Linked DNA regions of Mus musculus: regions 2 and 3 are each linked to region 1. Evidence: chromatin contacts called from public targeted proximity ligation data. All regions are on one chromosome and are shown on one strand. The core of a region is the stretch at or near the end of the contact, and the rest is flanking DNA. Distances in the headings are between cores, read along the strand shown.

Region 1 (2,612 bases), core at 85-2,584:
GTCCATTCGTCCTGACTAGTTTTTCTCCTAATGTTCACACCCTCTAATTATTCCATCAAGTGTCCAGATGTTGTCAACTGACTCCCAGGTGAAGAAGGTCCCTTTCTTGGTCTGCGGAATGGATTCTTAAGGTATTCTGCAATCGTCCAAGACCCTCCCAGCAGAGACAACTGTATGAGAACAAGGCTGGCTGCCAACCCACAACAGAGGTCCCAGACAACACTTTGATCTTGAACTTCTAGAACAGAGACAAAATAGAGTTCTGTTGTTTACACCCCACCCAATCTGTTGTATTTTGTTATGACAACCCAAGTAAATGAGTGCACCCTCCTCCCTCATTTCCCAGCAGGGCTGATGTGGGGTGGGGGAAGGGCACCACTAGCCTTGGGGACCCAGATCTGACTACAGTGCAGGGCACTATAGCCTGGCTCAACTGGTCTCTCCACCTGCCGTTTCTCCTCCCCACTGTGGCGAACATATCTCTTTCTGAACACACCCAGGATTGGATTTCCCACAGAAACACCTTCAGCTCTCCTGCCACACCTACCCAGCCACAGCTGAACAAACTCCTTGCTTGGCACCCAAAGTGCTTTCAGTTAGAACCCAAGTCAGGGTTTCTCATTAATGCTCAGTAGAATTGCCTGCAAGGCCATTTCCTGGACTTCACTCCCAAAGAGCTTTCTCCAGTAGGTCCCGGGGTGGAGACGCCACAGTTCACCTTTCTGGCAAACTTCTAGGTGGGGAGATCAGGTGAGGTAGACCTGCCCAATCCCTCCGCCAGGCCCCTCACATGGCGCTCTTATCCCTGGAACGACTGTACCAACACCCTGTGTAGCTGACATACCAGGAATTCCCTGCTGCCAAGTCTGACCCCATAGTTAGATCAGGAAACCTCCCAACGTAGGCTAAAGTTGAGGAGTTATGCTATTTTGAAAGAGGAACTTTAACTGGAATCTGAGCCAGGCCTAGAGGCCTCTCCTAAAACAGCAATATGGGTCCAGGCTCAAACACAAAGCCCAGCCATGGTCACCCTTGTGACACCGGGATGAACAAAGGGAGGCTCAAGGAGAAGTGACTTGTGGAAGGACACAGCATGTAAGAGCAGAGGCTGTGTTCCCTCTAGCCAGTGCTGCTTTGTCTGAGACCAAGGGAGCCCTCCTCTGCCTGGCCTTTGTCACTCCACTTTCTTGTGACCCTAGCTGGTCCCTGGCATTTGCAGCTAATGCTGAAATGGCCTCAAGGGACTGAACAACTTGGGGGAAAGGGGAAGAGAGGGGAAAGCAACCAGGGAATGAATGCGGGAGGAGCCAGGAACCTGGGGGCGGGGCCTCTTAAGGAACCTGCACACGTGTACCACCAGCAGCAGCAGCTTCCCTTCCTACTATCCGCTGAAGGCCCAGGTGAGCCCCAGGAAACAAAAGCCCTCGCTGAAATGAGCCGGCCCTAGGCTTCCCTTTGAAGTGGCCAAGTGCTTCAGACACAGACACAGATGGGCTAGTTAGCAAGTCCATGAGTGAGTGCCAGCTACCCGCCCCTGGACGCGCGGGAGTTTCTGCTAGCAGGTCCAGTCCAGCAAAGCTGCTGCTGTACCATCATAGCGGGGGTTGATGTGGTTCCTAGAGGTGGGCCAGTGCCCCTCCCAGGTCGGCTCCAAGAAGCATTAGAACTCCATAGCGAACAAGTAAGACTAACAGCTTGGATAGCTGTTGCAGAGGCTGGGAAAAGTGAGTCCATTCCGTGGGGAATCGCGTTGCTGGAATCAGGATCAGAGGCTGAGTTGAAGTTGCCCCTCCCCCATGTCAACTGACGAACACCTGGACCCGATTCCTGACAGCTTCATCCTGCAGCCGCCAGTCTTCCACCCGGTGAGTAAGCGTAATAAAACGACCAATCAGCTAAATTCCAGCCTGCAAGTGATTGGTCGGGCTTCCAGGATCCTTGCCTATTCAATACGCCTCTTCTGGGATAGATGGCTAGAAGAATGGAGGTGGATTGCTATGAGGGACACTAATGACTAAGGGCAGCCCCTTCTCCAAGCCTGAGGGAAACCCTCCTAGTCAGGGAGAATGTGGATTCCTCTCTCCCTCCCCCTGTTCAGTGCCCAGGAGACTTTCTGAAGCCCAGCCACGTTTTCAGAAGGCCAAACTCCCAGCAGGCACTACCACTAATGAGCACTAATTATTACTTTCCCCTGCTTGGTTCTCTCCTCCTTAGAGACCTCCATCAGAGCAGTTAATTAACACATTCTGCCAAGAGCCTGGGAACTGGAAGCCACTGGGCTGCCTGCCAAGCTGCCATGCCATGTAGAGATCCTGGCCTCTGGCTCCTCCCCCACCCCCACCCCCGCCCCCCAGGTGCCTGAGCAACAGGGCTGAAGCACCTGAAACCTCCTAGGTCCCCACAGCCTGTTGCTTCGCAAGCTAAGACCGCCACCTGGAGGGCTCCTCGGAGTGGTCTGGGCTCTCTGATTGCCACTGGGAGTTGACAAGCCACCTATAAGGGCTGACCCTGTGACACTGCCCCAGGTTCCCCTTCCAGCTTGTCTGCACACCCTCTGTGGAGCACCCACTGTGCTGAGCCTGCTGAAGAGAAAGACAGGGCTCCAATTATCT
Region 2 (2,612 bases), core at 45-2,544, 620 kb after region 1:
GCAAATTTTTTAAGTTCAGGGTCATCTTTGGTTACATATGGAGTTTGAGGCTAGCCTAGGCTACATTAAACTGTGTCTCAATATAGAAAGAAAGAGGGCCAGGCAGTGGTGGTGCACGCCTTTAATCCCAGCACTTGGGGGGCAAAGGCAGGTGGATTTCTGAGTTCGAGGCCAGCCTGGTCTACAAAGTGAGTTCCAGGACAGCCAAGGCTATACAGAGAAAACCTGTCTCAAAAAACCATAAAAAAAAATAAAAGAAAAGAAAGAAAGAGCGAGGAAGGACAAGTGCCGTATAACAGTGACAGTCCATGGTAGCTGCCAGGACCTCACCATACACTCGAATGCATGCTGTCATACCAGTTTTCTGTGGCATAGAAACCCAAAGGATGGAGCCCATTGTCCGTAGTATCTAGCAATGGAGATTACCTAAATATGCCCCCTTTCTAGTCTTCTGGGAGAGGCAACCTGATTTCAGAGCTGTTTCACCAACCTTCTTCACAGGACAGCCAGTGACTTAGGGTGCCACCTAGTTCTGGGACTTGGGCCACTTGGTGTCTGTTATAGAGAGAGATGTAAAGTTGTGTGAGAGATGCTAGAACCTGGTCAAGGACCAGGGTTTGAGGGACACCAGAGTTCGGAGACTCGGAGTTAACTGCAATTCCTTCACAGGAAGCTGGAGCAGGTGCATCGCAGCTTCATGGATGAAAAGGACCGGATCATTACAGCCATCTACAATGACACTCGGGCCAGGGCCAGGTCTGTCACTGCTCTGACTTTGCTTCCTGCTTCAGCACCACCCTCCAGGATGTCTGTCCTGATCCTGTTTTTCTTTCCAGGGCCAACAGAGCCAGGATTCAGCAGGAGCGCCAGCAGAGGCAGCAGCCTCGGGCAGAACCCTCCCTGCCTCCAGAAAGCTCCAGGATCATGCCCCAGGACACAAGCCCCTGAGAGGCTTAACTAAATGGGACCTTCATTGGTCCTCTCCCTGCTGCCTGTCCAGAACTACACGTGCAATAAACTCATTTTCAGACGCCTGTCCGATTCGGTCCTTCAGGTCACGCATCTCCTCACCCCTCCCCTCGTGAGGCAGCGACCCCCGGAGCTCGGCCTCCAGGGCGGTGTGTCCCCTTTCCCCTGCAGCGGCGGGAGGGGGCGTTTGGAGGGGACCGGCTCCGCCCCCGCCCCGCCTCCGCCCGCGGCCCGGTGGGGAGCGCGTGTTTAGGTCACATGAGCCTCTTGCCCGCCAGCCCCGGCCAGGCCCCCTGCCACCCCCCGCCGTCCCCGTTGCCCGCCGTCCCGGCCACCACCGCCGCCACTACAGGCCGCCTGCCTGTCTTGTTCCTCAGGCCGTCGCTGCGGCGCTGCGTTGCGCTGCCTGCGCCCAGGGCTCGGGAGGGGGCCGCGGAGGAGCCGCCCCCTGCGCCCCGCCCCGGGTCCCCGGGCCCGCGCCATGGGGCTCTGGCTGCCGCCGCCCCCCACGCCGCCGGGCTAGGGCCATGCGGGCGCTCCCGGCGCTCGCCCCCCGCGGGCACCATGAGCCCCCTGCTCCGTCGCCTGCTGCTTGTTGCACTGCTGCAGCTGGCTCGCACCCAGGTACGTGCGTCCGCGACATCCCGCTCGCTAGCTCGCCCGCCCGCCCGCGGTGCCCTCTCAAGGTTGGCGGAAGTGGGGAGGCGCCTGCTACCTCTGTCGAGGGGATCCTCAGTTCAAACCGGGAATATCCCTTAAGAGGTGCCCCTTGGCGAAGGCCCGCTAGTCCTAGCCCATGCCCCTGGGGCCACTCCCCCACCTCACCCCATCCCCTGGGCGGTTGTAGGGCGGAGCTGCCTCCGTGCCCTCCGAACCTCGTTTGTCTCCCACTATCCTGGCTCCTGACCTAAAACAAGCCCAGCGCTAAGGCTTGGGCTTTAGTACCATTCCCAGAGTATGCCTGGTGGGTCTTGGGCCAGGGAAAGTACCAGATGTCTGAGTATACAAGAAAAATTAGAACCAAGGTCTTGGGAACAGAATAAATCTGGAAAGGTGTCAGAAAGGCGCAGAAGCCTGACTCAAGGACGGAGCCCTTACATAGCCACAGGGCCAGCCCTTTTAGAGTGCATCTTGGGCCCAGGTATCTTCTTTCCCACAGGCCCCTGTGTCCCAGTTTGATGGCCCCAGCCACCAGAAGAAAGGTAATAATAGTTAACAATAACTTGCCACCAGCCAGTACTAAGAGGGGTTAGCACTTGCTCTGATTTCATATCCCTTATCTTGCGTGATCCCAACTCCTTTGGGCGATACCATTCCATAGAGGAAGAAACTGAGGCAGAGGGCTTAATCATTTCTTGAGAAACAAGGCAGAGAAAGACAGGTTTAAAAGATGGTTGGGGTGGTGGTGATAGGGTATCAGAGAGGCTACATGCTCAGAGGAGCTTCAGGAGACCTGATAAGAACTTAATCCATCTGGGTCTGCCCACAGTGGTGCCATGGATAGACGTTTATGCACGTGCCACATGCCAGCCCAGGGAGGTGGTGGTGCCTCTGAGCATGGAACTCATGGGCAATGTGGTCAAACAACTAGTGCCCAGCTGTGTGACTGTGCAGCGCTGTGGTGGCTGCTGCCCTGACGATGG
Region 3 (2,612 bases), core at 70-2,569, 550 kb after region 1:
GCCCCGCAACTCCCGGCCAAGGTTGAGGGAGTGGCAAGTTCTGATTGCTCCCAAAGAAGACTGTCAAGTGCTTTAGGATCCTGGGCAGACTTGCAACAAGGGAGAGCTCTCTTTTCTAAAAAGGAACCAATCTGAGGTTACCTTCAACCCCGCTTGACCCAGCCCCCATGGTCACGCCCACTAGCAGCCCAGCCAATGGCCTTAGCCGCTCATTGGGAGGAGGATCGGCCCGGAATAATAAGGGAAGCACTGGCGCTGAAAGGCAGGGGCAGCTGGACTGCCACTCAGGGCTATTTGGGGCTCTGCACTTTGCATTCCAGTTAGCGACTAGGTCGTCCGGGACCCGTGGCCCCTTCCTGGCATGCCCGTCCAGGAGGAGAAATACTTTCATTCTTGAGGGAGTCAGTGATTCTCACAAGCCCACGCCCGATGTCAGCCTGCTCTCCAAGTTCTATGATCCCAGTCCCTCAAGAAGGAGCAAAGTGCTGGCAAGGGGCCAGAAGCCAGCAGGAGGGCAAAACGGGCACCTACCATACTCCCAGAGAGGCCCCCGAGCTGCCATTCTTGGGGCTACCTGACCCTACCTGATAGGCCAAGCTTCTACACTTTGCCTTTGCACACTCCCAGCCTGACCTTGGGGAAGTGAACTCTGGCCCTAAGCCTCAGTTTCCCTCCTGTGCATGCATGGAGGAAGGTGGCAGATCCCAGAGGATCTGGGGGTGTGGGGGGTGTGGACTACCTGGGACCATTGCTGAGGTAAGGCCGCCTTCCCCACTCGTTTAGTCAAGGGGTAACCTGGTGTAGGAGCTGGGTATGGATGTGGGCTAAAGGGGTTCCCGAGTGTCTCAGTTGCTCGTGGAGTGCCTTTCGGCCGGGGAGACCCACGCCCTGCGCTCACACTTACATTTGGCCTCCTTCCAGTCGGTGGAGGTGCTCAGGTCCACCTTCGCGGCCATGGCCAGGGGGGCCCAGGTGCGCACCCAGGCTCCACGCCCCGCCGCCCCCCACGCCCCAACTCCCGCCGAGAGCCACGCGCAGTAGCCGTGCTCGCCCAGTGCCACCAGGGGACCGCACGCACTGCCACGGGGCCGCGGGCCACCCGCCGAGCGGCCGGGCCAGGGGCGCAGGGAGACCAGCAGCTGCCCCGCCGCGCGCAGCTGTGCCAGGCGGCCGGACACTTGGCTCTGCAGCGACATGAGCAGGCGGTGCCGGGCGGCTCCCCGCCCACTCGGACTCTATTTACGGTGCTCCGGAGAGTCGCGCTCGGTCCCTTATTTACTCTGGGACGAGAGTGGCGCGTGCCAGCCCGTGGCGACCTGCTTAGAGACCGCGGGCGGCGCGCCGCTGGGCACCCTGGAACTTGTAGTTCCGTCCCGGCCCACTGCGCTCACGCACTGGTAGCACACACGTGCGCACCCAGCCTGTCTGTGTCCTCCCGAGTGTGGCTGCAGCCAACCTTCCGAAGCTCGGTGATTCGACAAGGCACTCCGTGCGTGGGTTTTCCCGCCAAGTCGGCTTCTAGTTCTTTCCGCCTAGTTGCCGTGGCTCATAAGTAAACTCGGTCCTATCGCGTGTTTTGTAGGCATAGAGAGACCTGGACTTGTGTTGGTGCCTCCGCATCACCCAGCTCTGCTTCTGATCCACAGCAGCTGCACGTTCCAGCCTGCCAAGGTGGGGCGGGGGTGATAGGTGCCGCGGACCTATGTGTTAGGGTGGGGCAACTTTTCTGAAGAGCTCGACCTCCCTTAAGCTCCAAGAGCCAAGCAGCGCCGACTGAATTCCACAGCAGCTCACAAGACATTAGTGAGATTTGACAGGAAGAAACCTAGGTGTCAAATAGGCATGGTAAGGCATACTTACAATCCAGCATTCCAGAGGGTGAGGGCGGAGGATCTTAGGAAAGTTTAGGATCAGCCTGACTTACAAGGCAGCCACATAGCAAGACCCTGTCTCAGTCAATAGGTCAGTCTAACAATCAATATAAAAAAGAGCCGGGCAGTGGTGGCGTATGCCTTTAATCCCAGCACTTGGGAGGCAGAGGCAAGCTGATTTCTGAGTTCGAGGCTAGCCTGGTCTACAGAGAGTTCCAGACAGCCAGAGCTACACAGAGAAACCCTGTCTTCAAAAACCAAAAACCAAAAAAAAAAAGGAGAAAAGGAGAGAGAATATGGATCTATAAATGTGGGTGTATAGAAACACTAGAGTAGTGACCTAAGAAGGATAATTTTTTTCTTCTTTATTTTTCTCCTTTTCTTTTGTTGTTGTTGTTGTTGTTGTTGTTGTTTTTTTTTTTTCTTCTCGAGACAGAGTTTCTCTTTGTAGCCCTGGCTGTCCTGGAACTCACTCTGCAGACCAGGCTGGCCTCAAACTCAGAAATCTGCTTGCCTCTGCCTCCCAAGTGCTGGGATTAAAGGCGTGCGCCACCACTGCCCGGCTAATTTTTTTTTTCCTCATATTCCATAATGACATATGCCTGTAACCTGTTCCCGGTTAGCCACTACTTCATATTCAGTTCCACACCAGCCTGGCCTACCTGAGAGCTGGTTGTCAGAGCTACCCAGTGAGACTCTACATTTTTATTTAAAAAGAAAGCGGGGGTGGGGGAGGGATTT

Evidence for each region.
Region 2: a contact with region 1 is called in a targeted proximity ligation map of pancreatic cancer cells. A contact is called at or near these places in 2 of 39 promoter capture datasets (cranial neural crest and second pharyngeal arch cranial neural crest) and 1 of 130 datasets of targeted methods (pancreatic cancer cells).
Region 3: a contact with region 1 is called in a targeted proximity ligation map of pancreatic cancer cells. A contact is called at or near these places in 5 of 39 promoter capture datasets (the 3T3-L1 cell line, 3T3-L1-derived adipocytes, embryonic stem cells and 1 more), 17 of 484 Hi-C or Micro-C datasets (B cells, the Ba/F3 cell line, the G1E-ER4 cell line and 10 more) and 4 of 130 datasets of targeted methods (the NIH/3T3 cell line, T-cell acute lymphoblastic leukemia, embryonic stem cells and 1 more).

Annotation. Positions count from the first base shown.
Region 1 is chr19:7,605,915-7,608,526 of GRCm38.p6, reverse strand. Lgals12 (lectin, galactose binding, soluble 12) reads left to right here and starts at 1,334. Exons shown (of 10, transcript NM_001356574.2): 1 at 1,334-1,400; 2 at 1,704-1,865. The coding sequence starts at 1,797.
Region 2 is chr19:6,986,333-6,988,944 of GRCm38.p6, reverse strand. Vegfb (vascular endothelial growth factor B) reads left to right here and starts at 1,294. Exons shown (of 7, transcript NM_001185164.1): 1 at 1,294-1,593; 2 at 2,129-2,171; 3 at 2,459-2,612. The coding sequence starts at 1,534. Dnajc4 (DnaJ heat shock protein family (Hsp40) member C4) reads left to right here. Exons shown (of 7, transcript NM_001357001.1): 6 at 670-756; 7 at 837-1,034. The coding sequence ends at 948.
Region 3 is chr19:7,055,475-7,058,086 of GRCm38.p6, reverse strand. Macrod1 (mono-ADP ribosylhydrolase 1) reads right to left here and starts at 1,319. Exons shown (of 11, transcript NM_134147.4): 1 at 905-1,319. The coding sequence starts at 1,196.